Linked DNA regions of Sus scrofa: region 2 is linked to region 1. The links are chromatin contacts, called in public Hi-C maps. All regions are on one chromosome and are shown on one strand. Each heading gives the region's core, a stretch centred on a gene start, on an enhancer-like site or on the middle of the called end of the contact. The rest is flanking DNA. Distances are from core to core; before and after follow the strand shown.

Region 1 (3,142 bases), core at 222-2,721:
GATTGCTACATTGGAGCACTTAATGGACTTTAATTATTTGGATGTGACACTGTCTCTTCAGCCAATAATGATCCTCTTAATAATGTCCCAAGCCTCCACACCAGTGCTTCTCCCATATTTTTACAATATTAGAAATAAAAATGAAGGAGTTCCTGCTGTGGCACAGTGGGTTAATAATCTGATTGCAGTGGCTTGGGTTGCTGCAGAGGTGCACCTCTGATCCTCTCTGTGTACTGGGTTAAAGGATCCGGCTTCACCACAGCTGGAGCTGCAGCAGGGATTCCATCACTAGCCAGGGAACTTCCATATGCCCCAGGTACCACCATAAAAGAAAGAAAGGGAAAAAAAAGAGATCAAAGCAAAGGAATGGTGAACATAGTATTTACTATGAAAGTTACTTCCAACAGGAGGATGCTGACTTTGGATGGTGAGTCTGTGGGTCCTTATTACATATTCAAAAATAATATAAAAATAATACAAATTCTGTGTTACTAGGTGTTCCCACTGTGGCTCAGCAGGTTAAGAATCTGAATAGTATCCACAAGGATGTGGTTTGATCCCTGGCCTCCCTCAGTGAATTAGGGATCTGGCATTGCACAAGCTGCGAAGTAGGTCGCAGATGCAGCTCAGATCCTCTTGCTGTGCCTGAGGTGCAGGCCAGGACCTGCAGCTCTGATTTGACCGGCAGCCCAAGAACTTCCATATTCCGCAGGTGCGGCCCTAAAACAATAAATAAATTAATTAAAAAATTCTTCATTATTAAAGTACAGTAACTAGGAATTATTCACAGGAGGGGGACTACTGGCCTAATTACTATCAAGTCTTCCAGTACTTTGAAAGACTTTCCTTTCCATTTTTATCTCCACAGAGGTTTCTCTTTGATCTTACCATTCACACATTCAGGACTTGTAAAGTGGAAATGGGCAATATCAACTCTCTTTCTCTGACCCCGATCTCTGCATTGGAATTCATGGGTTACTAGACATTTGCTTTGCGTCCGAGCAGTTCGTTTCCTTCCGTTTTATCAGGAACAATGTACACAAGGCCGAAATAATTCCTAGATTTGGTTATTTGATGACGTGAACTGAAGGTGCTCATTTGGGAGTCTCTTATCATCAAAACCGAAATAACACGTATTTATTCAGGGTCGAGTTATGCACTAGCATCCTAAGCGAGGATTTAACAAAACAACACCGCATCCTCCCCCTTATAAGGCCGCCCTCCGCTTTGGGCCTGCGCGGGGATGGGCGCGCTAACTGCCCCTCCTCTTCCCTCTGACTGCGGAGGGACAGCCCGGCCAGCGAGCTCAGCAGCGCAACGCTGTGGCCGTGCCCGCCCACTTGGGCGGAGACGCCGCGCTCCGACGTTCGAACGCGGCCCCTGGGGTCTCCACCAATGAGAAAAGCGAATCGCGAGGCTCCGCCCTGTCGTCGGAGACGCACAGCCACGCCCAGGGCGCGCGGACCTTGGGTTTCCTGGGTGTCCAAGCCCAGGGGTCGTCTTGCTACTCTTGCCTCAGCCGCCTGCGGTTACCTTCTCCGCCCGGTCTTGTTGCTGTCGCCGCCTTCGTCTGCACCATGGCTTTCGCAACCAGGCAGCTCGTGCGCTCCTTGTCCTCCTCGTCCACCGCCGCGGCCTCGGCGAAGAAAATCCTCGTCAAGCACGTGACGGTCATCGGCGGCGGGCTGATGGGCGCAGGCATTGCCCAGGTGGGCCGCCCGGCGGGCAGCGCTCTCCGCTCGCCTTGCTGCCTACGCTAACCTGAGAGCTCTGGCGGGCCGCGACCCGGCGGGGTGTAGCTCCGAGAGACCTGGAGAATTTCCCCTCCTCCCCTGTCCCCCTGCCCGTGTAGTTGAAATGCCTAGACCCGTGAGTCTGCACTCCCTCAAAGATCTGGTGTCTTTTGGCCGAGCCTCCGTTTCCGAGGGTGTGCGTCCCGAGACCTGGACTGCGATCGGGTTTAATTTTTATCGGTGGTTTTTTTTTTTTTTTTTAAATAATTCTGCAGTTATTGTCAGAGTAGTTTTCTGCTCTTCGAAATGGTCTTCTTCCGAGTGTTTCCTATGCTTGCTGGATTACAAAGGTTAATAGTAGTCAGCACTTTTGTAGCATTTTGTAAAAGTTATCTTATCGGAGCTTGTGAGGCCCTGGGACGCCACCAGCTGCTGCTGCGCGGGGCCTCTTTGACCTAATGCCCTCTGGTGCTGGGGAGAGTGGGAGCGGGAGGTAGAGGGGCCAAGGGCTCTGAAGGGGTAGCTCATTAATCTCGCTGTGGATCTTCAGGACTCTGCCCTGTTCCACCTGAGCTGTGATTCAGGGACAGTTGTGCAGTTATTATCTAGATACTGTGGTACTTGTACTTTATTGATTTTTAGCGGTTACATTCCAGGTTGTATTGGGGAACCGTGATTTTCATAGCCTAGCTGATTATCTTCTTAGCATTTCAGCCCTTGCTACTAGTATTGTTGGACAGGGGAGGCATTGATCTAGTTTTTTTGGGGGGGAAGTACCTTCAGTGGCTTCAATTTTGAAAAAGATTAATTTTTCTTAGTTCTATTTCCAACCAAGTCCTTGCTTCTGTGCTTGCTTTTTAGAAAAATCTTTTATTGTCATTATGTATCTTAATTTTTCCCACCCTGCAGGTTGTTATTTTTTTTTAAACAACTATTAATTTGGTTGCTTTTTCTCCTAAAATCTGTTTTTCATTAATGTTTTATCCTTCTGACAGGCTCCCATTTCTTTTCAGATCATGTTTTGGGACTCTTTTTATTGTGTACATGTTCTGAATGCTGGGTTATGGTGTCCTCATAATCTTTATTATTTGTGAAAGGGAGGAGTAAGTCTCTTTAACTGAAAGTTCCATGCATTATATTACATGATAATCAAAAGAGCACATTTTGTATCTCGCTACTCCACCCAAATCTCTCTGTGCTGTGAGAGTGAGATTTGTTGTGGCAGGTAAAGAAAATGACATATTTGTTTAGAAACATCTAAACAACATTTCAGAAGATATTAGGGCCTTAAGCCCCCAATAACAATATAGGAGATGGGTCCAAAATCTATTGTTGATGGTACCTTGAAGTGGAAGAGGATTAGAAATTAAGTAGAAAGCTTCACTTCAGCTTTTGTACAAGTTTAGGTT
Region 2 (3,484 bases), core at 613-3,112, 140 kb before region 1:
CAGGAACACAACTGTCAGCCCTTTCTCTCTCTTAGAACATTCAGCATTATTATTTTTGGAAAGTGACTAATCGGGGACTTAGTAAACTTTGATATGTTGTAAGAACAAAAAGGTTCAGTTGAAAAAAAAAATCACCTCTCACTGTGAGACGGACAAGTCAGTCAGTGTTTTTCACAACATAGAAATAAGATGAATAATTTGCTTTCTCAGATGTTGATAACGAGTAGAATGGAACTCAATCATAATTAGCCTATTACATTTACTGGAGGATATTTAAATTACATAATAAAATCACCTAGTTATTTATTTCACAATATTTACACTGAGGCGCAATAGTAACCACAAATTCAAAACTAGTCATTAAGCAGCCCCCGTGCCAATGGAGACCTTCCTATGATGGAGTGCAGAATTTACATCTGCAACAAAGCATGTAGGTTGCCAGGCCTTCTTTTGAGCTTTCTGACTTCACCCATGTACATAGGCCCCAGAGCCCACAATATCATTTCTTTAAATCTATAGAAAATCTTATTTAAACACATCTCCATAATGTCTGAACATGTTGGTTGTAAAGTAGGGAGTACATGGAATATTCACTCAAACTTGCCTATGGCTACACATTTGAAATCTGGTCCTTCTGTGTTCATCAGCGGACTGGTGAACAGCAGACCCAAGTCTCTGATTAGATCTGTGATTGTCTATAAAAACTATTGTTTTGAATTTCCATTTACTTTGCATCCTACAAACAAATCCATTTGCTAGTGCCTTCTGGGCAAAATGCCTGGGCTTCGTAAAAAACGAACTCCTATTGAAAAGGAAAAATAAGCCCAAGGTAAGTAAATTTCAATTGTCAGTGTTCTCTTCTGGGTTCTTACCTTTCAGTAGCTTGAAATGACTGCATTTTCCAGGACAAAGATGTTGAACCTTTGGTTAATTTCAGGAGCATTTTCATTTAGGGGAAATTTCTGTGGTGACAACAGTTGTCAGTTTCAGGGTTTTTTCTGTATTTTTTTTTTCTATTACTATCCTGTTTAATTACCATAAACTGATGGTTGTTTACCTCCATGATTTCTGTACTGGGCACCTAGACACGCCTCTGGATTATTTTTGTTGATTATGTGTAATCACCCAAAAGCTAGTTCAAATCCTAAACAATTACCCTGTCCGAAAGTAGAAATTAACATAAAACATATCTCAATGTAATTCAATAAAGATTTGGGCAAATTCTCTCTGATTCATGCTAGTAAGAATCTGAGGCAGCCATCGTTTACTCTGAAAACTGCCTAGCAGGTGTATGAATAGCAACTCCAAGAAATGTAGAGCCTTGACCATTTTAAAGAAGGCAACACCCCTTCTAAAAACATAACTGCTGAGCTCATCAAAGAAACCACACAGGGCCGCCTTGTGGCTCCAAAAGCTGCGGAAAAGCGCAGTGTTGAGTTGAGCAAAGAACTATTTATTCTGGTGTTTATTTTGGTTACTGTTTTTTATCCTTAATGAGAAGCAAATCAATTAACAGGACAAATGGCATGGTTGATAGTCACCTAAGGGAAAGTATTATTAGTCTCATTAACTTGGAGCACCCTTCCAGCTCACACCTAGAATTACCACCGTGCGGACCCATGACTAACCCTGCCGGGCAGCCCTGTGAGGTTTGGAAACCCACCTCTTTGACCTAGGCCCAGGCAATACCCGGTGAGTAACCGCTGGTGCACAAGCCCACTCACACCGATGTCAGGAAGCAGGTCCCAAATAAGGCGAGGTGCGGGGGTGGGGGATCCCTTCCTGACCCCACCCTTGAAAGTTGCAGGGAGTGGCACCCAGAGAACTTTCCCAGATTGATCTCTGTCACTGCTCAAGGAAGGTCCGCTCCAGCCTTTCTGCCCGGAGCCAATCAGCCCTGCCTGCCAAGCCACTCCTTCCCTGCACCTTTAACGGTTGGGAGCCGGGAAACGTCGGCTGGGGTTTTCTTCTTAAGAAGTCGCACCGGTTTTTCGAGCTCCGCTCTGCGTCTGGAGGGCTACAGCAGCGGGAGCGGGTGCCGCCGGGTGAGTCACTGTTTGGAAATGGAGTGGGCGGGCGAGGGTGTGAGAGAATGAATGATGTCAGGAGCGCGCAGGGCGGCGGGCGGGGAGAGCGGGCAGCCGGGCCGCGGGGCCGCGGTAAACACCGAGCGCCGTGCCGCGGGCTGAGCTGGGCGGGGAGACCCCGCCCTCGGCCGCACGGAGCCGTCCGCGGCCGCCCGAGCCTGGCCGGTACTGCAGCGCCGCTGAAAGCGGCCTCGAAGGCGGCAGCCGCGGGAGGGACCCGGAGAGCAGCTTCCCTGGCGGGGCCGAGGCACGAGAGGGCGAGACCCCGAGTAAACTTTCCAGCGGCTTCGGCCGGGGGCATCTGCGGCGGCGGCGGCTGCGGGCTCCGTCCCCTGGCAGATCCCGGCGGGGGAGCGAGTGCCTTGCGCTGGGAAGGTCTGGAGCCCCAGCTGAGAGCGGGTAAGGAGCGCCCGAGAGGCTGGCGGGGGAGGATGGGCTGAAAAGCGGCGCGGCGGGCGTAGCGCGGGTGCGCGAGGGTGGACTGAGAACGCGGACGTGGCTCTAATTCGGCCCCCAAGCGCCCCGCCCCAGGGCATCCTTCCTTGATTTTGCCTGATTAAGGATGGACGGTGTAGCTTCGTCTCCTTCTCTGAGCATTAGCCTCATTCATTTGCAACCATTTCAGGTAACTAGGTCCTGGCGTTGGAAAGACACAGATTGAACCTAGATTGTCCAGAGCCACTCTGGAGGTCAGGGTTGAAGTTCAGGACGTGGAGGAGGGACTGTCTCTGAGCTTTTTTGAGAGGCACTTACTGATGATGTGTGAACCGTGATAGCCCAGCTCTGAGCTGCCACACTGAAATATTTCAGCGTTTGGCATTCTAGAGCTGCTCCCCTTAAGGGAAAGGAGCCTTGGTGTTTCAGCGCAAGTAGGTGGAAATGGATCTGTCTACCTCTCTGAGATATGGATAATGGTTAATAGCCCGTGGCTACGTCTTGAAACAATGCACATGTTATGGTCTGTAATTTTTTTATATCAGTCTGCCATTCTTCTATTTCATCTTGCCTGCTTTAATATGATCTTAACATCATTTTGACATGTATGTTACGTTTTTGAAGAGATTCAACTGTTTAGTGTCTCTAGGTGGGCGTGGATTTTGAACTTAACTTTTGAAATCCTTGGTTTCACTCCTAGTCTCATCTATAAACTGTGGGTTCTCAGTCAGTGACATTAAACCTCTGAACCAATAAAATGGGACTATAACTACTTCAGAGCACAGTAATGAGGATTAAAGGTCAGAGGACCTCTCATAATGTCAGGCACAAAGCAGACCTGAACAAATTTTAACAGTTTGTATATGAATAAACAGTGTGTTCAGCCGGCTTGGGTAATCACCAGTTAATTTTCACAAAATTTCCTACTTATAAACCTGGTGGGCTGAGGTTTAGCATGTGGA

The links. A called contact is a pair of places that touch in the nucleus more often than the background predicts.
Region 2: a Hi-C map of skeletal muscle shows a contact between it and region 1, with 4 times the contacts expected there. The contact joins the promoter of SGMS2 here to the promoter of HADH in region 1. A contact is called at or near these places in 1 of 47 Hi-C or Micro-C datasets (skeletal muscle) and 2 of 2 datasets of contacts at active chromatin or transcription factors (alveolar macrophages and skeletal muscle).

Annotation. Positions count from the first base shown.
Region 1 is chr8:114,003,839-114,006,980 of Sscrofa11.1, reverse strand. It overlaps HADH (hydroxyacyl-CoA dehydrogenase), which reads left to right and starts at 1,471. Exons shown (of 8, transcript NM_214331.1): 1 at 1,471-1,709. The coding sequence starts at 1,578.
Region 2 is chr8:114,144,324-114,147,807 of Sscrofa11.1, reverse strand. It overlaps SGMS2 (phosphatidylcholine:ceramide cholinephosphotransferase 2), which reads left to right and starts at 1,862. Exons shown (of 6, transcript XM_013978974.2): 1 at 1,862-2,045. LOC106504747 (a long non-coding RNA gene) reads right to left here and starts at 1,773. Exons shown (of 4, transcript XR_002346838.1): 1 at 1,664-1,773; 2 at 873-962.